Regions from separate parts of the Mus musculus genome. Here all the other regions are linked to region 2. Evidence: chromatin contacts called from public ChIA-PET, HiChIP or PLAC-seq and Micro-C data. All regions are on one chromosome and are shown on one strand. The core of a region is the stretch at or near the end of the contact, and the rest is flanking DNA. Distances in the headings are between cores, read along the strand shown.

The links. Hi-C and Micro-C count contacts between places; a contact is called where the count stands out from the background. ChIA-PET counts read pairs in DNA pulled down with a chosen protein or histone mark. HiChIP or PLAC-seq counts read pairs in DNA pulled down with a chosen protein or histone mark.
Region 1: a contact with region 2 is called in a Micro-C map of embryonic stem cells, with 4 times the contacts expected there. The contact joins the promoter of Ostm1 here to the promoter of Foxo3 in region 2. A contact is called at or near these places in 4 of 484 Hi-C or Micro-C datasets (B cells and embryonic stem cells), 5 of 115 datasets of contacts at active chromatin or transcription factors (acute myeloid leukemia, craniofacial prominence, extraembryonic endoderm stem cells and 2 more) and 2 of 9 other capture datasets (adipose tissue and liver).
Region 3: a contact with region 2 is called in an RNA polymerase II ChIA-PET map of memory CD8 T cells, with 58 read pairs. The contact joins the enhancer-like site here to the promoter of Foxo3 in region 2. A contact is called at or near these places in 2 of 484 Hi-C or Micro-C datasets (both in embryonic stem cells) and 8 of 115 datasets of contacts at active chromatin or transcription factors (acute myeloid leukemia, craniofacial prominence, embryonic stem cells and 4 more).
Region 4: a contact with region 2 is called in an H3K4me3 HiChIP or PLAC-seq map of stem cell-derived neural progenitor cells, with 2.2 times the contacts expected there. The contact joins the enhancer-like site here to the promoter of Foxo3 in region 2. A contact is called at or near these places in 2 of 39 promoter capture datasets (both in embryonic stem cells) and 6 of 115 datasets of contacts at active chromatin or transcription factors (embryonic hindbrain, embryonic stem cells, epiblast stem cells and 2 more).
Region 5: an H3K4me3 HiChIP or PLAC-seq map of embryonic forebrain shows a contact between it and region 2, with 3 times the contacts expected there. The contact joins the enhancer-like site here to the promoter of Foxo3 in region 2. A contact is called at or near these places in 2 of 39 promoter capture datasets (cranial neural crest and pre-B cells), 1 of 15 datasets of contacts at CTCF or cohesin (the NIH/3T3 cell line), 4 of 484 Hi-C or Micro-C datasets (all in embryonic stem cells) and 16 of 115 datasets of contacts at active chromatin or transcription factors (SST interneurons, bone marrow-derived macrophages, double positive thymocytes and 12 more).
Region 6: a contact with region 2 is called in an RNA polymerase II ChIA-PET map of memory CD8 T cells, with 18 read pairs. The contact joins the enhancer-like site here to the promoter of Foxo3 in region 2. A contact is called at or near these places in 5 of 39 promoter capture datasets (embryonic stem cells, frontonasal cranial neural crest, hippocampal neurons and 1 more), 1 of 484 Hi-C or Micro-C datasets (Sertoli cells) and 7 of 115 datasets of contacts at active chromatin or transcription factors (the SCID.adh cell line, bone marrow-derived macrophages, double positive thymocytes and 4 more).
Region 7: an H3K27ac HiChIP or PLAC-seq map of stem cell-derived neural progenitor cells shows a contact between it and region 2, with 6 times the contacts expected there. The contact joins the enhancer-like site here to the promoter of Foxo3 in region 2. A contact is called at or near these places in 1 of 39 promoter capture datasets (second pharyngeal arch cranial neural crest), 2 of 484 Hi-C or Micro-C datasets (cortical neurons and myocytes), 21 of 115 datasets of contacts at active chromatin or transcription factors (the 230-238 cell line, the SCID.adh cell line, SST interneurons and 15 more) and 1 of 9 other capture datasets (embryonic stem cells).

What each region holds. Positions count from the first base shown.
Region 1 is chr10:42,677,062-42,680,347 of GRCm38.p6, forward strand. It overlaps Ostm1 (osteopetrosis associated transmembrane protein 1), which reads left to right and starts at 1,855. Exons shown (of 6, transcript NM_172416.3): 1 at 1,855-2,336. The coding sequence starts at 1,923.
Region 2 is chr10:42,275,055-42,277,979 of GRCm38.p6, forward strand. It overlaps Foxo3 (forkhead box O3), which reads right to left and starts at 1,641. Exons shown (of 4, transcript NM_001376967.1): 1 at 1,472-1,641; 2 at 1-491. The coding sequence starts at 379.
Region 3 is chr10:42,697,926-42,701,152 of GRCm38.p6, forward strand. Ostm1 (osteopetrosis associated transmembrane protein 1) reads left to right here. Exons shown (of 6, transcript NM_172416.3): 5 at 183-348; 6 at 2,558-3,227. The coding sequence ends at 2,613. Among named protein-coding and RNA genes, the nearest start is that of Ostm1, 21 kb to the left of the region's middle. Within about 2 kb of position 1,301, at least 36 of the 459 cell types and tissues checked have an H3K27ac peak or open chromatin away from gene starts, as enhancers often do. A contact at or near this core is called in memory CD8 T cells, where this site is marked.
Region 4 is chr10:42,612,411-42,615,542 of GRCm38.p6, forward strand. No RefSeq gene overlaps it. Among named protein-coding and RNA genes, the nearest start is that of Gm38491, 30 kb to the left of the region's middle. Within about 2 kb of position 1,786, at least 68 of the 459 cell types and tissues checked have an H3K27ac peak or open chromatin away from gene starts, as enhancers often do. A contact at or near this core is called in stem cell-derived neural progenitor cells, where this site is marked.
Region 5 is chr10:42,632,164-42,635,379 of GRCm38.p6, forward strand. No RefSeq gene overlaps it. Among named protein-coding and RNA genes, the nearest start is that of Ostm1, 45 kb to the right of the region's middle. Within about 2 kb of position 1,343, at least 26 of the 459 cell types and tissues checked have an H3K27ac peak or open chromatin away from gene starts, as enhancers often do. A contact at or near this core is called in embryonic forebrain, where this site is marked.
Region 6 is chr10:41,766,238-41,769,256 of GRCm38.p6, forward strand. The region is part of intron 2 of Cep57l1 (centrosomal protein 57-like 1); the gene reads right to left. The region is part of intron 1 of BC048559 (cDNA sequence BC048559); the gene reads left to right. Among named protein-coding and RNA genes, the nearest start is that of BC048559, 21 kb to the left of the region's middle. Within about 2 kb of position 1,339, at least 24 of the 459 cell types and tissues checked have an H3K27ac peak or open chromatin away from gene starts, as enhancers often do. A contact at or near this core is called in memory CD8 T cells, where this site is marked.
Region 7 is chr10:41,907,807-41,910,974 of GRCm38.p6, forward strand. Sesn1 (sestrin 1) reads left to right here. Exons shown (of 10, transcript NM_001162908.1): 10 at 1-630. It also overlaps a transcript of Armc2 not described here. Among named protein-coding and RNA genes, the nearest start is that of Gm33058, 50 kb to the right of the region's middle. Within about 2 kb of position 1,350, at least 38 of the 459 cell types and tissues checked have an H3K27ac peak or open chromatin away from gene starts, as enhancers often do. A contact at or near this core is called in cortical neurons, forebrain, neural progenitor cells and 3 more, where this site is marked.

The DNA of each region.
Region 1 (3,286 bases), core at 605-3,104, 400 kb after region 2:
AAGACACTGGGCCTGGCATGGGCTTTCAAAACCTCAAAGCCGACTCCCAATGACACCTCTTCCAACAAGGCCATGCCTCCTAAATCTTCTGTAAGCAGTATGTTACTAGGGAGTAGACATAGAAAGATATGAGCCTATGGTGGCATTCTCATTCAGACCAGGACATGATGATAATAACTCCAGAGTCTCAGACCTTTGAACACTTGGTCCCCCGTTGGGGCACTGTTTGCCAAGGTTTAGGAGGTACAGCCCTGATGCAGTGTCACTGGAGGTGGGCTCTGAGAATGTAAAGACTCCCACAATTCCCATTCATTCTCAGCTTGTGCTCAGTGTTTAAGATGTGAGTTCTCAGTATCCTGCTCCAGCCTGTTGCTGCCTCCCCTGCCGCTGTGGATGCTAGCCCCCTGGAACCATGAACACAACACCTGCTGAACCATCTTGCTGGATGGCCCTACAATGGTTTTTTTCCTATCCTATTCTTTTTTTTCTTTCTTTCTCTTTTTAATTAATTAATTAATTATTTTACACTCCATATTTTATTACCCCCCCCAACTCTCCGACTGATCCACATCCCGTACCTCCTCCCCATACCTCTGTCTCTACATGGATGTCCCCACCCCTCACATCCTACTCTTGAGCACATTATATCCTGGCCTCTTGCTTTATTCCAGTGTCTACTGCAATGACTTATTAATAGGCTTTCTTTTGATTTGTTATTATGGTTCTCTCTCTCTCTCTCTCTCTCTCTCTCTCTCTCTCATGTCTCTGGGTTGACAGAATGCTTGCTTGCTTAGCACACACCAGGCCCTGGGTTTGGTCTCCAGCACCACAAACACCTGGCAATGGGGGTACATGGTGGCACTTTCAGCAGGGAGGCAGGAAGATCAGAATTTCAAGGCCATTCTCTGGTATAGCGCAAACATGTTTCTTAGTGTGTTAGAGAACTAGCCTGAGTTACATGAGGCTTGTCTCCAAGAAGAAAAATACCTATATGTATTAATATTATATAATGTATACATATTTATTATCATAACATATATTATACATTACATAATATACAATATAACATATTACAACATATCATAAAATGCTACGTGTCACATATTACATGTTATATATTAATATTACATATTATGTTACAATATGTTATGTAATATATGGTATAATAATCGTATAATATAGAATATATAATAATAACATAGTGGGGTATGCTCAAGTGTATGTATTAGGTAGGATTTCTATTGCGCTAAAACACTACACCCAGATCCGAGCCGTACACAGGTGTCACTAGTCAGATAGTTATATTTAAATTAAGTGACATTGGACAATTAGTTCTATCATCGTAGTAGCTACAATTCAAGGGTTCAGCTGCTACATGTGGGTAGTGGCTTCCCTATTAACTAAGACGTGGACTATATTCATCACCCCAGGAAGTTCTGTTCGGGGTAGATAGTTGAGAATTAAAATCAATCAATCAAGCCTTTTGAAGCCACAAGTTCCAAAACCAGAACTGCCAACGGATGTTATCCACTCTCCAGAGGAGATGAAGAAATTTTACTAATCCAGAGCCAATGAAAATGAACACCTGCCCAAACCATCAGTCTACTGGGTTTTTCTGGGAGCTCACTCGGCAGTCATCTCCCTGGAGTTCCAGCAACCAGAACAAACTCCACAGGCTCATGGAAGGCGGGGAACTGCAGGGTGCAGAGCGTGCAAGACGGAGGCCTGGGATGCACTGGGGTTGCAGCAGCTCTACAGACCTCCAAGCGGGGCGCGCTCACACCCGCGCGCCTCCGGAGGCAGGTGGGCGGGGCCGTGACGCACTCACCTCGTGACTCCACTCAGGGCCTGCGCCGGCCGAAGCCGGAAGCGGCTGCTGTCGGAAGCACCGGGCGAGCTATCTGTTACAGTCCGGCCCGGGGATGGCTCGGGACGCGGAGCTGGCGCGCAGTAGCGGGTGGCCGTGGCGGTGGCTGCCGGCGCTGCTGCTGCTGCAGCTGCTGCGGTGGAGGTGCGCCCTGTGCGCGCTCCCCTTCACCAGCAGTCGGCACCCAGGCTTTGCGGACCTGCTGTCGGAGCAGCAGCTGTTGGAGGTGCAGGACTTGACCCTGTCTTTGCTGCAGGGCGGAGGTCTAGGGCCGCTGTCACTGCTACCTCCGGACCTGCCGGATCTGGAGCCTGAGTGCCGGGAGCTGCTGATGGACTTCGCCAATAGCAGCGCCGAGCTGACCGCCTGTATGGTGCGCAGCGCTCGGCCCGTGCGCCTCTGCCAGACCTGCTACCCGCTCTTCCAACAGGTCGCAATCAAGATGGACAACATCAGCCGAAACATCGGGGTGGGTAGAGGAGCAGCCTCGGCACCTGGGGGGGGGGGGGGTTGGGAAAGTAAGGAAACGGCATTGGACGGTCTGTGGAGTTAGGGTATCAGAAACAAGCGGGTGACTTTAGGGGCTTATGGCTTGGAATGCTGTCCCCCTGGATGCTGTAAGCCGGCATCTTCTTGGGACAGGTTTGCTGGAACATTGCAGCGAACATACCCAGAGCCACCAGTTTCTATCAGTGTGACCTTTATTATTTTTCAAAGTATTGAGTTCGGTTCCATCCTGTTTATCAGCTTGTTCTCTGGCAAGTTAGTGACATTCTCTGCTTGTTTTCTCATCCGGAAAGTGGGGACAAAGAGAGGCCACACAAAGCGACATACAGTAATAGTTCGTGGTCGGTGAGTTGCCATTTTAGGATAGTCTGCCTTCTCTGTAACTCGAGAGCTTTCCTGGTCACTTGGAAGGTAATGTGAAGGACTTAATGAAGGCAAACCAAAAGAGGAAGACACAGTCTTTGCCTCTAAGAACTGTATAAATTAGGAAAGGATTACGGTGTCGGCCACCGTGAGAGTCACAGGGTTGCCTGGTAAAGGAAAAATAAGGAGGACACAGGGATTGGGGGTGGAAATGGTTCTTGCGTCCTGAGGGGCCAAGTAGTCTCATGAAAAATGTGGCTTCAGTTGCTTTAGAGGTCGTAATTGACTAAACTAAATAGAAATGTCAATAGGTGTATCTTGTTTTTAATCTAGCCTAATGTTACTAAGCAGATTTTTTTTTTTTTTGTAAATGGGGACATTCATTTGCATTAAGTAAAGTCCAGAGTCACTCTTTGTGGAAAGATTTGGCTTTCAAGGCAGTTTAAATAGGAGTGCATGCAGTATTTTTCAGATTCGCTCCTTTCTCTATGACTTTAATATGCAGCGTTGTATTTGATTTTGAGCAGTTACATTAAATAAGCTGTTTTT
Region 2 (2,925 bases), core at 391-2,890:
GCAGCTGCGTCGGCGTGCCCCCACTCAGAGCGCCTGCGGCGGACGCTGGCCCCGACCCGAGGTCCTGCCCTCCTGGAGCCAGCAGCATGGCCGAATCCTCGAGGAGCAGCCCGGAACCCAGCGTGCTGCTCACGCCGCCACCGATCACCATGGCCGAGCTGGCTCGGCCGCCGCCGTCCTCGTCGTCTTCATCGTCGTCCTCCTCGGGGATCATGGAGTCTGCGGCCGTCTCCCCCGAGGGCTTGGCCGGGCTCGCCTGCAGCTCCGGCCTCTGCAGGGGCCACGTACAGGAGCGTGGCCGACTCTGTGGCTCGAACTCTGGGTCCAGCTCCACTTCGAGCGGAGAGAGCGGGACCGGGGAGGCTGGTGCCTCTGCCATCTTCGCCGCCTGCCCGCCGCCCGCGGCTTGGGCTCTTGCTCTCTCCTCTCGAGCCCAGGCTGGGTGCGGCGGGGGAGGAACGGGGCACCGCGAAGGTTCGAGCTCCAGCTACCTAGGGAAGCGCGAAGAGAGAGTTGGTTATCCTGTGTTGGAGCCTAGTCCGCGGAGACTCCTCGCCCGCGGCCGCCACCTAGAACGGATAGACCTGGGGACGTGCGTCCCGCGAACCTGGCGCAGCAGACGCCGCCCCCTGGCCTGGCCGCCCGGGAGACGCGAGCGAATCGACGGCCCCGCGCGGGGCAGCCCCCTCCCCCGCTGCCGTCGCCAGAACCGCAGGTCTCTCCCGGACTAGATGGCGGGGCGGAGGGGGGAGGGGCGTCCCGGGGGAGGGGTGGCCGCGCCATTAAGTGTGGGCGGCCTCCGGACCCCAACAGCTCCGCAGTGGTCGGAGGGCGAGCGTGCGTGCGTGCGTTTGTTTATGTTTGGCTCTGGCTCGCTCAAGTGCCTCCCGCGGAGGCGCAGGGCAAGTCAGCAGAGTCCTGGGCTCTTCTCCCGCTCCCCAGCCCTGCGATCCCCCCCACCCCTCCCAGGCGAGAGGCCCCCTAGGGCTGGCGCGGGCAACTCCCGTCTTTTCCTCTCCGCCCGCGGACCAGCAGGGAGAGCGTGGGGGTCTGGGTGCAGACCTGCCAAGATCACTTCCAACAAGAGAGAGAGAGAGAGAGGGCCGACCCCGCAGGACTAAGAAGATCTGAGATGTATTTTCTTGGGGACGTGGGGCCCTCCGCCCCCTTCCAGGTCAGAAACGGGAAGGAGGAAGCAAGTGGGAACATAAATCTTCCAACAGGTCGGGAAGCGCCAAATCTCTCGGACTGCATGAAAACCCGGACCAGCACCGTTCATCACCTCCTTGCTCCCGCTGCTGCCATCTTGACAGTTCCCCCTTCCCTCAAGTCCTTTAAAGACACTAGCGGGAGAGAAGGGGGGGAGCACACCGAGTCACGGGGAGGGAAAGGGAAGCGCCTGGCCCAGCTCGGAAACAGATCCGGAGTCACTGGAAAGGCGGCCGCCCCGTTGCAAAGCTCCGGCGCCTACCTCGGCTCCTTCCCTTCAGGAACGAGGCGGGAGGGCGTACGATTCCGCGCGAGCCCAGGGCACCGCGACGAGGGGACTCTCGGGCCGCCGCCGCAGCCCGCCGGAGGAACCGCCTGTCAGCCTGTGCTGCGCCGCCGCCTTCCACATTCCTCCTCCTCCCTTCCACGAGCAGGGCGGCCGCGGCAGCAGCACAAAGTTATAGCCACTCACAGGGAGCCTCAACCTAGGATGACGGCGGGGCGGGTCCCCGCCCAGGGGGAGGGCTGGGGCGGGGGCCGGGAGGGCTGCTGTGCGTGCGTGTGGGAGTGCGCGTGTGTGCGCCCTCGCGCCTGCGCGGGGCTGCGGGAATGGGGGCGGGCGCGCGCGGGTCGGGACTCGGCCGGCTCCGCAGCCCTCCCGGTTGGGGTCCCGCGCTCTCCTGGGGACCTCAGCGGCCACGCTGGCCCGGGACGGGAGGCCAGGTCAGACAACACACCACTGCGCGCCGCCCCGCGCTCTCAGCCTTGGGCCCTGCGTTTGGCTCGTGGGCCCGTGGCCTGCCCGTGGGTGCGTGGGGTCGGAGCCCGCCCCAGTATCGGGTTCCTTATTAGAACCTGACACCAGGGAACACCCGGGTTAAGCCGGCAGCCGCAGGTGACAAGGGTTACCTGGGCGTGGAAACACTGGCCGGCGAAGATCGCGCCGAAAGGTGTGTCACTGGACCCTCACCTGGGACACCCGGCGACAGTCGTGCTTCGCTTTTCACGGATTTTAAGGCTAAGTGGGAAAAGTGCAACTCAGGAAGAAAAGTGCAGTGCGCCCCAGTCCTGAACGCAGGAGCAGAAGATAGCTAACTGGAAGCGGGCAACAGTTTTCTTATGCTAAAGCAGCTGATTACGTGCTTGACTTTTCTAAGTCTATAGACTTCAGATCGCACCTTCACAATCCCTTATCCCACGATCCGTGCCTCCCGGCCGTACTGTGTGCTTTTCTGCGCCACACGCGACATGCATACCAAAAGTCTACCATGCATTCTGGTTCATACGTATCTTTCCAAACAAAACCCTCTCGGTCTCTGCAGCTAAAGTCTGGGCTCCGCAACAACCCAATACCCCAAAAGAGCCAGCCTAAAAGAGCCTGCAGAGGCCGCCCACCCCGGAACTCCGGCCTCCAGGCTTTACGCGTGATCCGTCACTCAAGTGACGTGAGGCCCCCGCCCCTGCACCAAGCTAGTTCGACGCGTACAAACAGATGATGTCATTGTCTCTACACGCGCGTGACCCCGGAGCCCTGCGCCGCATCGCCATTCGCTGCGCGGCTTCCTCGTCAAGCCACGCCGAGCGCTGACTGGCCGCCGCCGCCAGTCTCTGGGCTCCAGACGCCTCTCGCTCCTCTTCGCCCCCGCCCCCAGCAAATAATAAACAATCGAGTAAAATTGCAAGGACAGAGGGGAGGGAGAGCGAAGGCGCGCTGAG
Region 3 (3,227 bases), core at 51-2,550, 420 kb after region 2:
ATACAGTTACTAATTGTAAACCAGCTTTTTTTCTCCTAGCAGAAGAAATTGTTCTCAACTATCAGTAGATTTTTAACGCTGTTTTAAATGATGTTTGGATTGCAAAAATATACTAAGACATTAAAGAGAACTTTAATTAAACTTTAAGTAAAGAGACTATAATATGATATTTGTTTCTCTAGATGAACATTACTCGGAAGCTTTGGAGTCGAACCTTCAACTGTTCGGTCACCTGCAGCGACACGGTGTCCGTGGTTGCTGTGTCTGTGTTCATTCTCTTCCTGCCTGTCGTCTTCTACCTCAGTAGCTTCCTTCACTCAGAGCAAAAGAAACGCAAACTCATTCTACGTAAGTTCCCTTCTGTAGTCATCCATCCATTTAGCCGAGCACCTACGTAAAAGATTACGGGGTCAAAAAAGATTACGGGGTCAAGGGGCTGGGGGTACAGCGTCAAAGCTCTTACCTGTATGCACAAGGCCGTGGATTCAACCTTCATCATCATAATGTAGGGGAAAGGTACAGATCTATTTAAGAAAGATGTGGCTAGTGCCTTTACCTGCCGAGCCATCACCAGACTTTGTGCTCTTTCTTTATGGCACGCAGGCAGTAAGCCGGCGGCTTTGCTGCTGCTGACAGCTGAGGTCACTTAACTCTCTCATTTGTTTGTTCTACTTGATTCGTCTCCCTTGATTGGATCATAAAGATCATCAGAAGAAGAAGTTGTTTCCTTGTATACCGTCTGTCATATTGCCAGTACCTAGAAAGTGCCCGGGCATAGTGAGTGCTCGCAGACATTTGTTGTACAAAAGAATACTATAGTCTGTTTTAATGTTAGCATCAAAATACTATCCCTGTGAAATTCTTTATGGAAAAAAAATCTTGGATCAAATAATGTCAGGCAATATGGCTTTCAGGAGGCAGAAGCAGATGGATCCTTGAGTTAAAGCCAGCCTGGTCTACATGACGAGTTCTAAGCCAGCCATGGCTTCACAGGTCAAACCTGACTCAAAAACAAACAAATTAACACAGCAAAAGACCAAAGCAAATAAACAATAAAACCATACAGAGAGAAAGACAGACAGACAGACAGACACATACAATAACCCCAAATACTCGTGTGAGTGAAGAGTTCATGTGCCGATGCTCATGGCCGATTGCTCTCCCTCCCCCCACCTCCTGCCTTCCTCCCTGCATGAACTGATGACATGTGACTGCTCTGTGGCATGGTTATGTCTTTGAGAGTTGTGCAGAGCTTAAAACAAGGCAAGGAAATAGAGGCGCCTGAGCCCTGCTGCAGCTCCTCCTATGAGGCCAGCAGTTCTCAGATCTCAGCCTGTGCCACTCCCACCACGGGTGCCACTCCCACTGCAGGTGACACTGTGGGTTTTCAGTTCTAGAGCATGAGAAACATTTGCACTCAACTGTTCAACGCACGACCTCGCCAGGTGGCTATGGGCCATGATTCTATTTAAACCTAGTGGCTCAATGCCATGGCCATCATAATCATAGCTGAATATTACATATTTTGCTAATAGTGCTATATGTGATATATAACTCAACTTTAAAAGAACCATTCTTTTTAAAACTAGAGTCTTTTTTTCTTATTTATTTATTTATTTATTTATTTATTTTTGACTCATGGTTTCTCTGTGTAGCTCTGGCTATCCTGGAACTTGTGCAGTAGACCAGGCTGGCTTCAAACTCATAGAGATCCACTTCTGTCCGCTGGGATTAAAGGTTCCTGCCACTGCTGCCAACTCAGAATAATGTATTTCATTGTGACATTTACACACACACACACACACACACACACACACACACACAATATGTGTGTTTTGTTGTTCTTGCTTGGTGTTAGGTATTGAAGCTAGAACTTTATAAGTGTTAGCAATACCCTTTACCACTGAACTGGCGCCCAGCATGAATGTGTTGAGATAGGGTCTCGCCGTGTAGCACAGGCTAGCCTGGAATTTGCTATGTAGGCCAGGCTGGCTTCAAACTCACAATCCTCCATTCTTAATCTCCTAAGTTCCAGGATCACAGGCACACACCGCGTGCCCTACTTGAAAAAAAAATGCTTTTGTCTGAAAATAGAGGCAATGTTCTGTCCTTCGGTACGTATTCTTTCCTTTCCCTGATTGTATTAGCTATGGTGGTGTCTTGGTCCAGCTCTTAGGAGGAATTCTTCAGACTTCGTAATTAACAATGACTGGGGTAGAAGCTTTGTAAACACTCTTGTCTTTTAAGAGATGTTTAGAGCTTGATTTCTAGCTTGGACTTTCCTTGTTATTCTTTATGTACACGTTAACATTGCAGTGCTCAAGAAAGCGTGGATGCCTGTTTTATTAGGTACTGCTCTTAACAAAGTCATGGGTAGTAGCTTCTACTTAATTTAATTTTATGCTCTTCATTAAAAAAAAAACCTTAGGTTTTACGTCTAGGAAAATTGGATCAAGCCATGTTAAGCCAATCAATAGACAATATAGTGGTTTGCATGTAAGCACTGGGTAAGCCCTCGAGAGCAGGAATTTAAACTCAGCCCTGTGTCTCTCCCCAGCCAAACGTCTCAAGTCGAGCACCAGTTTTGCCAACATTCAAGAAAATGCCACCTGAAGCCTGCAAAACGGGGACTCGACCTCACGTTGTGCCAGTAAGTGTTAGACCACAGCACAGTCGAGAAGAAGATGAGCCAAGGTCGGACAAGTTGCATTCTCACGAAATGTTGGGACTGCAGACCTATAATTTATTCTGAATAAGGGTTCTCAAATTCCCTTTTCCTGAGCACCCCTTTTTTTTTTTTTGAAGATTTCTGTATTTTTAGTTTTCAAACATAGCAATGTTACATATTTTAAGGTATATCTGTTACAATAACAAGTGAGGGCTTTTTTCTCAGGCATATGAATGACTACTGGACACTTCTGATTTATCCTCGTTAGCAGAAGTACACAAAGCAGAAAAGGCTGAGGTCTGCTATTTACACATTAGTCACTGGGAGCCCACTCTGAAAAAGAAACATACTTGCCAAATGGTAGCAGGCTCAGTGATTAACTTAAGTGAATTCCCATTGTAGTATTGTTGTATGTATATACATACATGCACACACACACACATATATATATACACGTATACATAGATGTATATATGTAATGTATACTTAATATATCATACATTAAAATAATGTTCTCTAGTTCCCTGAAGTCCCTTTTGAAACCACTAGTTGATTATAA
Region 4 (3,132 bases), core at 536-3,035, 340 kb after region 2:
CCCTCCCTCCCTCCCTCCCTCCTTTCCTCCCTCCCTCCCTCCCTCCCTCCCTCCCTCCCTCCCTCCTTTCCTCCCTCCCTCCCTCCTTCCCTCCCTCTCTCCCTTCCTCCCTCCTCTCTCCCTCCCTCTCCCCCTCCTCTTTCCCTCCCTCCCTCCTCTTTCCCTCCCTCCCTCCTTTCTTCCCTCCCTCCCTCTCTCCCTCCTTCCCTCCCTCTCTCCCTCCCTCCCTCCCTCCTTCCCTCCCTCCCTCTCTCCCTTCCTTCCTCCCTCCTCTCTCCCTCCCTCCCTCCCTCCCTCCCTCCCTCCCTCCCTCCCTCCCTCCCTCTCTTAGAGTGTCAGATCCCTTGGAACTGGAGTAATGAATGGTTATGAGCTATCTGGTGGGTGCTGGGAACCAAACCTAGGTCCTCCAAACAAGAAGGCCAAGGGTTCTCAGTAATGAGACATCTCTCTAATCCCTCTCTTCCCATTTTTATAACACACAAAAAAATGGTCATGATGTGGTATTGAGGTTTTTCTGTGGTTTTTGTTTTTGACAGAAACTTTGGGGCATGTGCAGTAAAAATGATTCTTACCTTTCTCTGTCTCTCAGTCTCTATGGAGATCAAATCGGGGGGCTCTTGCACGTGTGCTGCTGACGCTCTATGACTGAGCTGTAACCCCACTTTCGCACCCCACTGCTCTGGTTACCGATTTTGACAGAGCAGTCTTCTCCTCTGACTCTGCGATATGGTTTGCCCTCCATTCACACGATTAAAAATATTTGGGGCAGAGGAGAGCGTGGCTCAGTGGTAGCGTGCTTGTCTTGAGTACAGAATTGGCTGTGCACATCGCCCAGCTCCGGAGAGAATGCCTGGAAGCCAGGCTTTCCAGTTCAGCCTACGGACTCAGACCTCACCTCAAAAAGAACAAAACCAAAAACCCTTCCAAGCTCAACCCCTGAAGATCAGAAAAAGCCCGACTGTCCTGCTCAGTTTTTGTGCCCCCCAGGCGAGTCAGAAGAAGCCTCAGCAAGGGTGGTATGCTTGGAGCATTTCCTAGGGAGGTGACTCGGAGGTACCCAAGCCCCTGCCTGGTCCGTCTTGCAGCCCCTCCACATAAAGGCTGGTAGCTGCTGCAGTAGCAATTTTCTCTCTAAACCCAAGTCTCTTTTGTTGGCTTGCAGAGGCTTACATTCCAAAAAAGGTAATTTGAAAGTACTGCTGAATTTAGATGCGTTTTTGCTAATTTGTTTTTATTATGCATAGAAATATTGGTATAAAAGGTGTTTCAATTATTTTCTGAGGGAGGGGCCTATGTATTCTCTGCAGCCACAAAGCTTTTAAATGGAGTTATTTTTCTCAGCCTATAATCGGTCTCCCTTTTAAGTACCCCACCAGCAAAAGTAAGTTTACTGCTCCCGGCACAATGGGCCTCTTCAGTTTTTAGGTTTGGGAGACCTGGGTGACCTACGAAAGTTAATTAGAAGGTTAACAAAGACGAAGACAGAGTCGAATCCATCGCCTCTCCTTCAGCCAAAGATGTCATCCATTAATTAGGGAAATCATTCAGGTGGCCTCTATAGAATCCATAGAAAATCTGTCGGTGGCGGCGCACAGTTTTGATCAGGTTTTCCTCTCCCCCAGAATGCTACCCTTAATGGTACGAAAAGCAGCGGGCCGGGGTGGGGCGAGGGCGCGGGAGGGGGCGGGAAGGATGGGTTTCAGGCGCGGGGCAGTTAACCAGCCGCCCAGCGCCCGCTTTGATTCTCAGGCTGCCCCGCATACTTGCAGCATGATGTAATAATCCTCATTGAACCCGGGCGAGCGAGCGGGAGGAGGGTGGCGCAGCGGCCGCCAGGGCCCGCAGCCTGCTCCCCGGAGCTGGGCGACTGCGGGAGGGGGGGAGGCCGAGGCGCCGTGGGGGGCCCCGGCCTTCGCATCCTCATGGGCCACTCCTCCCGGACTCCTCTCCCGTCCCCTAGGACCCAGGACTTCGAAGCAGTCGGTCACTCGAGGCAGGAACAACCCAAGCAGACATGACCCTCTTCCATCCGTTTTTTTCTCCACCCCTTTCTCACCACGTTCATCTCGAGTTTCTGATTTGGATAGTCCAGCCTGCACGGTTTCAGTTTGGGTAGTAGGGACATAGCATACCTTTTTTTTTTTTTTCTTAATGTAGATTTTTAAAATAATAAACCTTTTAAACCACTTAAAAGCTGATTTGTATTTGTGGGTCAACATATTTATATTCCCAAATAGTAACTTGTGTGCTTTCTGGAGAATTTGGGTTTGGTTTGATGTGATATCATCATCATCATCACCACCACCGACACCACCTTCATCACCACCATCATCCCATCGTAGTTCTTTTAGACAGAATTTAATCATGTTGCCCAGGCTTCAAGCTCACTATGTGGTCCAGGCTGATCTAGAACTTGTGGTACACCTCCCAAGTTCTGAGACGACTACAGCACACACCATGCCGGACTATTTACTTATTTTACTTCCAGGGATTGAGCGATATTCACTGAACTATGTACCCTCAGCCCCATAGGAGACCTTTGTAGCTGGTGCGAGCTCTGAGTTGAGCCGCACACAGTGCCTGTGTGGCTTCTCTGCCCCAATATTGCTTGTGAGGTCTGGCCGCTTGGCCATCCTGAAATCCTCCTGAGAAGAGCTTTGTCTCAGACGGAGAATGTGAGACACGGGAGTGGGGTAGGACTGGAGTGAGATACATTTTAAACGAACTCCCTGAGGATTCCAGTTCACACTTGTAACAGTAAGCCATGGTCGGGAACTGAGAAGGGTAATTTTATGCATCGTCCAGGATTCTGTGTGCGCTTGTGACCTTGTGACGTGCCTCTGGGTCTGGTTAGTGGTGGCCATTTGTCAACACAAGCTAGAGTCAAATGGGAAGAGGAACCTTCACGCAGAAAAACACCTCTGTCAGACTGGCCAATCGGCAAGTCTGTAGGGCATTTTCTCGGTTAGTGATTGGTGTGGGAGGTCCCAGGACGCTGTGAGCAGATAGTCCTGGGTTGATAAAGAATGAGCAAGCCACGGAGGAGCAAGTCGGTGAGCAGTGCTCCTCCGTGGTCTCTGCCCCCAGTAATGGACCACAACCTGGGAGGTGAACTAACCCTTTCTTTCC
Region 5 (3,216 bases), core at 93-2,592, 360 kb after region 2:
CTCCTGCTCCCTGATCCTGGTTTAAGACTGTGGGGGCTCAGTCCCTCGCCTGCTCTGGCGGGACACCTCGGCGCCCCGCTCCTCTGGGGAGCTCCCTAGCGCCCCGAGTCCCCCCCCACCCCGCCTCCGCGCCGCCCCACACTCTTCGCCTTTGTCTTGCAACCGGACCCCCGCCCCTCCGGCCGCTCCTGTGAACTGCCTGCCCCGTGCGAAGGCGGGGGTACTTTTCAATGCAGCGCCGCAGCTCCCTCCAGATTTGTAATCCGCCAAAAAGCCGCTGATTGCTGCAATCGTTACTTTTCATTAAAAAAACTTAGAAGCAATTTGGGAGAGCCCTTCTCAATGAATACATTTACCCCCGAACGGTCTTTATTCTCCGACTCCACTTGATGAGTTTCTCTGGCGAATCCGTTCTTACAGGCACAGAATGGGCAATCCCTTGATCCCCGTCAATTGTCATCCCGAGTCGGGGCCACTTTGACCGCCAATAGTGGGGAAGTCAGAGCTAATCCTCAGAAGGAATCACGGGAAAAGAAAAGCAACAATAACCAAGTCAAGCGTAAAAAATGAAAGAGAAATCTCTATTATCACTCAGTACATTTCCCAGCTATGTACTGAAAAAATCAGCTCGCTTGTCATTCGAGTCAGACACCCGCAGAAGAATATGGGGTCGTGGTGGGTTGGTAGACTCACACGACGTCAGGAGAGATGTTTGAGAGCGAAAGGCCTCTCCTCTGCTTCTGCCAAATCCCCCTCACATCCGCCATGACCATTAAATACAGACTGACTTTATTCTGTATGGGGAGGCCCAGGGGTGGCTGGCGAGGGAGCCCCCAACTGTGCACAGATACAAAAAAAAAAAAAGAAAAAAAAAAAAGAAAACCCTTGCAGAGCGGGGTGGGGGGAGTGTGGAAGCCAAGGATACACAACTCTCCCGCCCCTCCCGCTAGGGCCGGCTTGGCGACTGTCCCCCTCAAGGGCGCATGTGCTCTGTGCACGCGCTGCTGGTCCCCGGGTCCTGGCCGGTGTCAGGGCAGCTCAGGCCAGACCTGAGGGAGTAAGCCAACACGGCCATTTCCCACGCCGACACCTACAGTACTCAACACTGGCCTAGGCGCCCATTGCTGGGGCTGGGCTGGGGACAAAGTTCTCAAATGGCCGAGGTCAAGCGGGTTCCAGCCCAGGCGCGGCCAGAGCATCTCGGGAGGGATCGCTTTAACAGCTCCAAAGAGCTCCCAGATCAAGGTGCGAGGACCATGACCAGTATCACCTTGGGTAGCTGGCCTAGGAAGGAGGCGAAAAGCTCAAAGGGCCTGGGTCTGACCGCACCTTGTGGGTGCAGAGAAAAGTCTTTTGGTTTTTGGAGTGCCCAAACTTTACTTTCAGTTTCTCAGTAGGTGCAAGGAACCTCCTGCAGCCTAAAGGTTACTCTGCCTTTCCCAGAAGCTCCCGGGTGGAGGGCACTTCCTCTTCTCTTAGCTGGACCTGGAGGAGTCTGAGAGGTACGGCTGCAGCTGGAGTTGCCGCTCAGTGTTTGGGGTCACCCTAGTCAACCAAACCCGCCCTTGATGCCTGAAGCCTTATTCATCTGGGGAACCGCTCGGACCTGTCACTTCCCACACCCACCACATTACATGTGTTTAAGTTACATACATCACTCCCAAGCACAGCCTATTCATATCATATATTCAGAAAAACCTGTTCATGCGGTAACAAACTTCTAAACATACTACACAAGAGCTGGCCTCATCTGCACGAGTATACACACGCACGCGCGCGCGCGCGCACACACACACACACACACACACACACACACATACACGCTGAGCCTGTACACTACTGCAACACTAGCTGTGCATTATGGTCCCCAGGGTGTCCAGACTGAGTGTCTTTGGGCTTTGGCTGAGGGATCTAGACCTCCTCTGGGGTTCCCCACTGGGGCGAGTGCCTGGAACTTCTCTGAGGGCCTTCTGTGCTCAGTCTCTTCACCTGCTAGACTGGTAGAGTCGGGCCTGTTCAGGAGCTCCTCAGACCAGATCAGAGATCACACCAAGACCTATGTGGTAGGCCAGCTCACATAGGCACCAAATACTGGCCAAATGACCCTTTAAGGGAGGTGGACAGGATGCCCTCCAGTGGACGCAGGAATGAAGGTCTGAGATGCAGAGAGTAGAAGATAAACCCCCAAGGATCCCCATCCCTGCCGTGCTGAGTAAGGAGGAAGGTGGAGTGAGCCTGGCTGATACCTACAAAGGACATTCAATCCTACCCAGACTCTCACAAACGAACCTACACTTGGTCCGTGGTCTGGAAAGGGTGCTTGCGGAGAGGGCGACACTCTGCAGTCCTAATTAGTGATTTTTGTCCCCTTGTTACTGGGCTCAGCATCTCATGCAAATGAGCTTCTCATTTCAGCCACATTACCCCAGCTCCAGAATTAACTGACTCTTATCTTTAATGATATGCTGCTGAACTTCTCCCAGCCCGGCTAGCTTTTTATCTTGATTACTCTAATCAATAAGAAATGATAGAGTAGAATTATAAACTCTATTGGCTTTTAAATGTTGCCGACAAGCCCTCTAGATGCCATTCCTGTTCATTGTTATTTATTAAAATGATCCTTAGGATAAAGGCGGATGCAAATACAGAGTAGGACAAGGGGAAAGAGTCTGGGGACCAGTCCCAGCCAGTCCCTGACACCCCACCCCCCACCCTCCGCCCCAGCCCCAGGGAAGAGTCCATGCTGTTTGGGCTTGAAAGGATAAAAAAGATATTTTATTAAAGCTTTATAAAGAAAATTGCCCCTTTGAAGTATTCAGAGAAACAGAAAAACAAATTTAAAAGCACGAACCTCCCCCCCATCCCCACCCCCGCCCGGTCCCAAATGGTATTAGAGGTGAAAGCTTTGAGATACAGTCTCATTCTGGGAGGAGGTGGTATGCTGGTGGAAGCCCTACTCAAAGCTGTACACAGTGTCGGGGAGCGTGTATGTACAATTTCAAGCAGGCGGATCAACTTGACTATCCTACCACTTCTGGGAGGAGAGGGGGCGGAATCTCTTTTAAGTCTGCAGACGGTACTTTCTCCTCGAGTTGGTGGGTGGGCTGTTGGCTAGAACCTGAAGGTGACTGGACGATGTTTTGGGGTTTCTAGTTGTCTGGTACCAGGTGCTAGTGAGTTGAGTCTCGGAGCTCAACTCACTAGCGTTAGCAAGTC
Region 6 (3,019 bases), core at 89-2,588, 510 kb before region 2:
TGTAAGTTGCCCACCTCACTCCCATTGGAAAGATTGTAGCTAGACAATGGTGTCTGGATAGCAGCTGGCTTATCAGAATATTATTCCCCTTGGTACTGAGAGTTTTAAGGCTCTCCTTCCAATTCTTACAGCCAGCCCTCAGAGCTTTAACTACCCCAGCATTTGACTCATCTATCTGAGGTAAGCAAGTGTTCTAGAGGGCTGAAGTCTGCTGAGAGATCCTGACAGGGAGATCTGTAGAGTCAGCAGTAAGCCTGCACTTCTTTTCAAGCAGCCGTGTTGACACAGCTGTTAAAGTCTTAGTATGAGCAGTGGAATACGTTGTTGCCTCGAACAGGGGTGAGAACAAAACCCGATTTTCTTGTTTAGCTGAGATGGAAGCTTAACTTCATCAAGATACATTTTCCTTAAAATGTGTTTACAAAAACATGATTCCAGTTCTGCATTATTTTTCAATGCACCTCCTTTATTTCGCTGGCCAGGCCAAATCCTGAGGGCTGAGGGCCCACTGATGTCTACCTAGCAGCCAAATCACAAAGCCTAAGAAAAGACCCCAAAGCTGGGTGTGGTGACACACATCAGTTCCTCAGTGCTGGAGAGACTCAAGATGGAGAATCAAAGGTTTGAGACCAGCATTACTACATAGATAAGTTCCAGGCCAGCATGAGATACACAGAGATCCATCTCTAAAAGAACAAACAAACTCACAAACAACTTAGCTTGTAAGAGCTGAGACACAGTCTCAAACAACAACAACAACAACAACACCTATCACCCACCCTATGAGTTGGGTAAGGTATAGTGCACACACCTCAGAACTTGGGAGGCAGAGACAGGCCTACAGAGACAGAGACTCTATAGGTTCAAGGTTAGCTTGGTCTGCAGAGTGAGTTCCAGCCCAGCTAAGATAGAAAAGAAGGGAAACAAGCCACCCCATGAAACCCTGTTTAGAGGTGGCTAAGCATTACAGGTTAGTTCTTCTCCCAGGAAGCTCTCATTCCACACAGAGACTATTTGTAGCCACATCAGAACAATTCATCTCATAAAAATGACTTTTGCAGAGGATTGTGAGGCATACCTTTAATCTCAGAACACGGGCAGATGCAGGGGCAGAGGCAGACACAGGGGCAGAGGCAGATGCAGAGGCAGAGGCAGACGCAGGGGCAGAGGTAAAGGCAAAGGCAGGTGAATCTTTGAGTTCCAGGACAGCCAGGGGAAACCGATGTCAGTGTAAATGTTAGAAATCAGCGTCACTTTCAGTTTCTATTCTACCTTAGTTCCAGTTATGTCTATCACATGATAAACTTCGAGGAGCTGGAAGCGGGAAGCCCAAGGTTGGTGGTGGGAATAGATACAGTAAGTATTTGAGTAACTTGGGCCCAGACAACCTGGTGCTTCCTATGAGGCAAGATGGATCCCCAAGGCTGTTGATTGGGGATTTTAGCTGCTTTTATCCCAGAGATACCAAATGTTCCAGTATAGCTCAGACTAGCCATGGCTAAACTAAACCAGGGCCTCTTTTATTATGATCAACTTTTATCCTGCAGTGAAGGTTCCTCCTGGGCATAATGGCACAGGCTTCCTTCTGTCTTAGTACTTGAAATGCTGAAGCAAGATGAGGCCCATTGAGCAGAGACAGTGAGTTCAAGACCAGCCTGGGCCCATCCATCTCAATACGAAGCATAGTAAAACACCACCCAGGCCTGCCACCACACACGGAAACTTGTTATCCGGTTACAAACAACAGCTAATACAACACAAAGAAAGGCTGCAAAACAGCAAAGCTTAGAGAGAGGAATCTGTCATGGTAAGTTCAAATATAAACAATTTTTTTTGTATATGAACACTGCTACAATTCTCAATGAAATTACACGTTCGCCTGTAATACTGCACTGTGCTAGTTCAGACACTAGAATGACTGTGTCCAGAAAGAGATTTGACAGAGGATAAACTGTGAATACACACACACACACACACACACACACACACACACACACACACACACACATATATGTAAAGTTTGCCAATTTGATATTATCCTGGTCTACATAGTAAGTTCCAGGACAGCCAACCACTACGTCTCAAATAAAAACAAATAAACAAACAAATTAACATTTTCATATTAGCTCAGTCTTATCATTTAAGCCAAAGTTGAGATTGAAATACATGTTATTATAAGTTGCTCTTTTTACTTTTTTTTTTGAAACAGGGGTTTCTCTGTGCAGCCTTGGCTGTCCTGGAACTCATTCTGTAGACTAGGCTGGCCTCAAATTCAGAAATCCGCCTGCCTCTGCCTCCTAAGTGCTGGGATTACAGACGTGCGCCACTGCGCCCTGCTGCTCTTTTTACTTAATGTAACATAATAGATGTTTAAGTATATTATTTGATTAAAGTACAATTTTTCAATAAACATAAATATTGATGTAAGTTTTCTTATTAAGATACAGTTAACCAATTGTAATGTTAGGGATATGGCATTTTTTATGCTTTTATAATACGGTTAAAACTGTTACTGCCTACAACTGTTTCAAATAAAGCCTTTCTGGAGCCTTTTAGGACTCCAGGCTTTAACTGTTACCATATCCTACAACTAGTTCTCTCACCAAAAATACTCTATTTTAGAAAATTTCCCCTAAGCTATACCTCTTAAATATTTTTGAAAGCTACAATTGAAGAAAAAACTAGAATTTATAAAAGAAACATTTAAAAATAGTAATGAAGGGCTAGAAAGAGAGCTAAATGGTTAAGAGCACCGGCTGCTCTTCCAGAGGATCAGGGTTCAATTCTCAGCACCCATATGGTGGCTCACAACCATTTCATCCAGTTCCAGAGGATTCAATACCCTCTTTAGACTTCTCTAAGCACTGTATGCATATGGTACACAGCCATAAACGTAAAATAAAGATAAACAGCCATAGACATAAAATAAAGAAAAAGATATATTGATAAAAGAGGCGTGAGGTTTCTAGGTCAATACCAGCCTAACTCTTTCATGTTCTATGACTCAAAATTGCTGCTA
Region 7 (3,168 bases), core at 100-2,599, 370 kb before region 2:
AGCCCACGCCACACCTTGTGTGCTTTTGAATTGAACTCATGCGCATTATTTTCTTGCATCTAAAAAAGCATAGAATTTTTACTCACAGCTCAGTCAAGACCGTGTTGGCGGTAACAGTTCATTTCTTTCATTATAGTTTTTAAAATTCAGTTATTGGATGATATTGCAATGACATTCTTAAAAGATTTCCTCCAAAGAGCAATCTTAAAATGATAGTGTGTTAATTATAAGGAAAACAGGCTATCTTTTGATGTGCGTTTCCCAATATTCTCTGAGCCTGGAGGACAGCTGTCTTGTGCGGGATTTTTGGTTCCGGTGCCAACAATGTGGAAAATGTGGTTGCAGTCTGCTGCACAGGGAGTGCCAGGTGCATTCTGCCCCATGCCCTGCTGACCTCGGGACCCTGACTTTGAAGGTTATACAGCTCCTTAAAGAATAAAGCTGGAAAATATTTTAGTGAAGTTATCATATTTGTATCTTGATTTACAAAAATGCTAACTTTGAGATACAAACAGGTTTGGAAAAAAATGTATTAAGTACTTTGTATTCTGGAACCGTAAATTGATTTTGAAGTCTGTCAGTATTACTGGTATTTTTCAATAAAGAGTAATTTCCACAGTTTGCTTTATTAATTTCATGTTATACTTTAGCTTCACAGTTAGTAGCCAAATCTGAGTTTCAGTTCTGAACCACACTGGGGTCAGAGGAGTGGCAGATGATAAACAGCAGAGCTACTCTGAAACCTGCTGGTTTAAAAAGCAGTGCAGCAGGGTAGGAAACCAGGTGGCACCTTCTTCAAGGCTGTGAGAGTCCGTTGTGCATCACCACAGCTCAGTACTTGGATCCAGATATCCTGTCGAGGGGAAAAGGGGTTACCTTGGCTCATGATGCTGGGGGCTGGGGAGACTAAGCCATGTCTGGTCAGAGCCACAAGCTGCTCCCGCTCAGGACCAAGCAAGAGCCAGGCTCTTGTGATCATGAACCCATTCCTCTGTGAAAAGTAGTCGCCGATAACTGAGTGCTGTTCCCAGGACCAAGCACGTCCTCTGTCCCACAGCCCAGCTCTAGAACTTCTTTCTGGAGGACACCCTCAAATCACAGTAGACACAGTAGACCCCTTGTGGGAAACAAACAGTATCCTCAGATGCTCCTATGCGTTAGCGGTGCAGCGGTGCATGGTGCCTGCCCCTTGCACACTGACACCAGACATGCACTACAACCCCCGGCAAGACACTAAGTTAACAGCAATGCAGAGAGAAGTGTTTTGTGAGAAGCCTAATTAGGCACACAGGGCTCAGCAGAGCCCCTTCCCGGCACAGCACAGAATGAATGAAAACCACACAGATCATGCTCAGGACAGAAAGGAAAAAGTCCAGCTTCTGCTGCCAAGACTGGCTTTTGTCTCCCTTGACGGGACACTGGTGGTACTTGCTGGCATTGTTTAGATGATTCTGATGCTGCTGAAAACCAGTAAGAGCCAGTGCACTGGAAGAACACAAAGTATGGCGTCTGCAGGCAGATACTGGGGCAGCAAAGGGCGCAGAGGAGCAGCAGGAAAACTGCAAGGCAACTGGAAAAAAACAAATTTCATGAAAATCTTAGTAGCCATTGCCTGTAATCCAGACGTGGGGGTTGATGCAGACTTAGGATACCTAAGCAAGTCTGAGGCCAGCTTGGGGCACACACCTGAAAACATGAGACAGTACCTGGAAACCAGTGAAAGATTCCCACTTCATCAGACATGTGAAAACTGCTGAATGTGAAGAACAGGCCACTCCATGCCAGGCAGGAGCAAAAGAACGAGGGAAAATGAAGGACTGAAAGGGTATTCCAACACCGTGCGGCCAGCGCACATGTGAGAAGTCTTAGATGTGAGACAGGGAAGCTATTCAGAGACAAAAAATGCTTGTTTGCTTGGCTTGGTGGCACCAAGGACCTCAATCATACTAGACAGTCACTCTACACTGTGCTCCATTTCACAGCCCTCATTTGTCCTTCCACTCCAGACACTGGGCGGATAAAGGGTGGCAAGTGGTGGGATACCTTTGTCAAGCCTGGGCCAGATGATGTCTCTGATAAATTACAGACTTAGTGCAAGAGGTTTATTGAGCGAGAGCAAGGGCTGTCTTGGAGTGGGCACATGAGGAAAAGAGAGGCAGACAAACAGAGAAACAAGGTGAAGGAAAGAGAGATGGTGGGTCGGGGGAAGGTGAAGGGAAGAAGCAGCTGGGGTGGCTGGGGCCCTTTTGGGCACAGCATACCCGGTGGTGGCAGCTGCTGCTAGGTCCCTGAGAGCAGGCCAGTGGAAATGCCCGTTTGCTAACAAACACTCAAATTCTGAAGAAGGAAACAGATGCAGTAATTAAAGAAGCTCAGTGAACATCCGATAAAGCCACCGAGCCAGTAAGGAAGCCCGGACACTGTTGTATAGTCAAAGTATTGAGCATTCAAGACAGAAGCCTACAAGCAAGGGAAGAAAACTCAACCTGTAAGGGTGTAAGACTTGTAGCTTCCCAGCAGAAACTGTTCAGGACACCATACAGAGATGGTACATTAGGAGTACCAAAAGAAATCACCTGCTAATCAGGAAGGCAACTGTCAGGGGCTCCCAAAGGTGAAGGGAGTTATGACTTTTCCACATAAGCCAAAGCTATGGGGATTTATTACCATTAGACCTGCCCTACAAAGGAAACTTCATCTGGAAGGCAAAAGGATAGTATAGGCAGTGGTCTCTCCAGTGTGGGGCTGCATGAAATCAAAGTTCAGCAAAGGTAAACATGAACAAGTTTATGACAGAGTCGCTTGTATAATTCTGGGACTTATACTCACTATTAGTTCTGATAGAGTTCAAAAATGACAGGCATGAATATAAATGGCTATGTAAATGGCTATGCAGTATGTAAATAGTATGTAAATAGAGGTATAAGTGCGGCTATAAAGGCATAGTTTTTGTATGTTAAAGTTGTTACCAGTTAAAAATAGACTGTTACACGATTACAGTGCTTTCTACGCTTCCCATGGTAACCACAAAGAAAACATGGCTAGAATAAATACAGAAGGGAATGAACAGATAATAAAAGCATGTCACAAAAACAGAAATAAAAAGTGAAACCCAAAGAAGGCCGAGAGAAAATGAGGGCTAAAGGGCAACAAGAGAAGGAGAAGCTA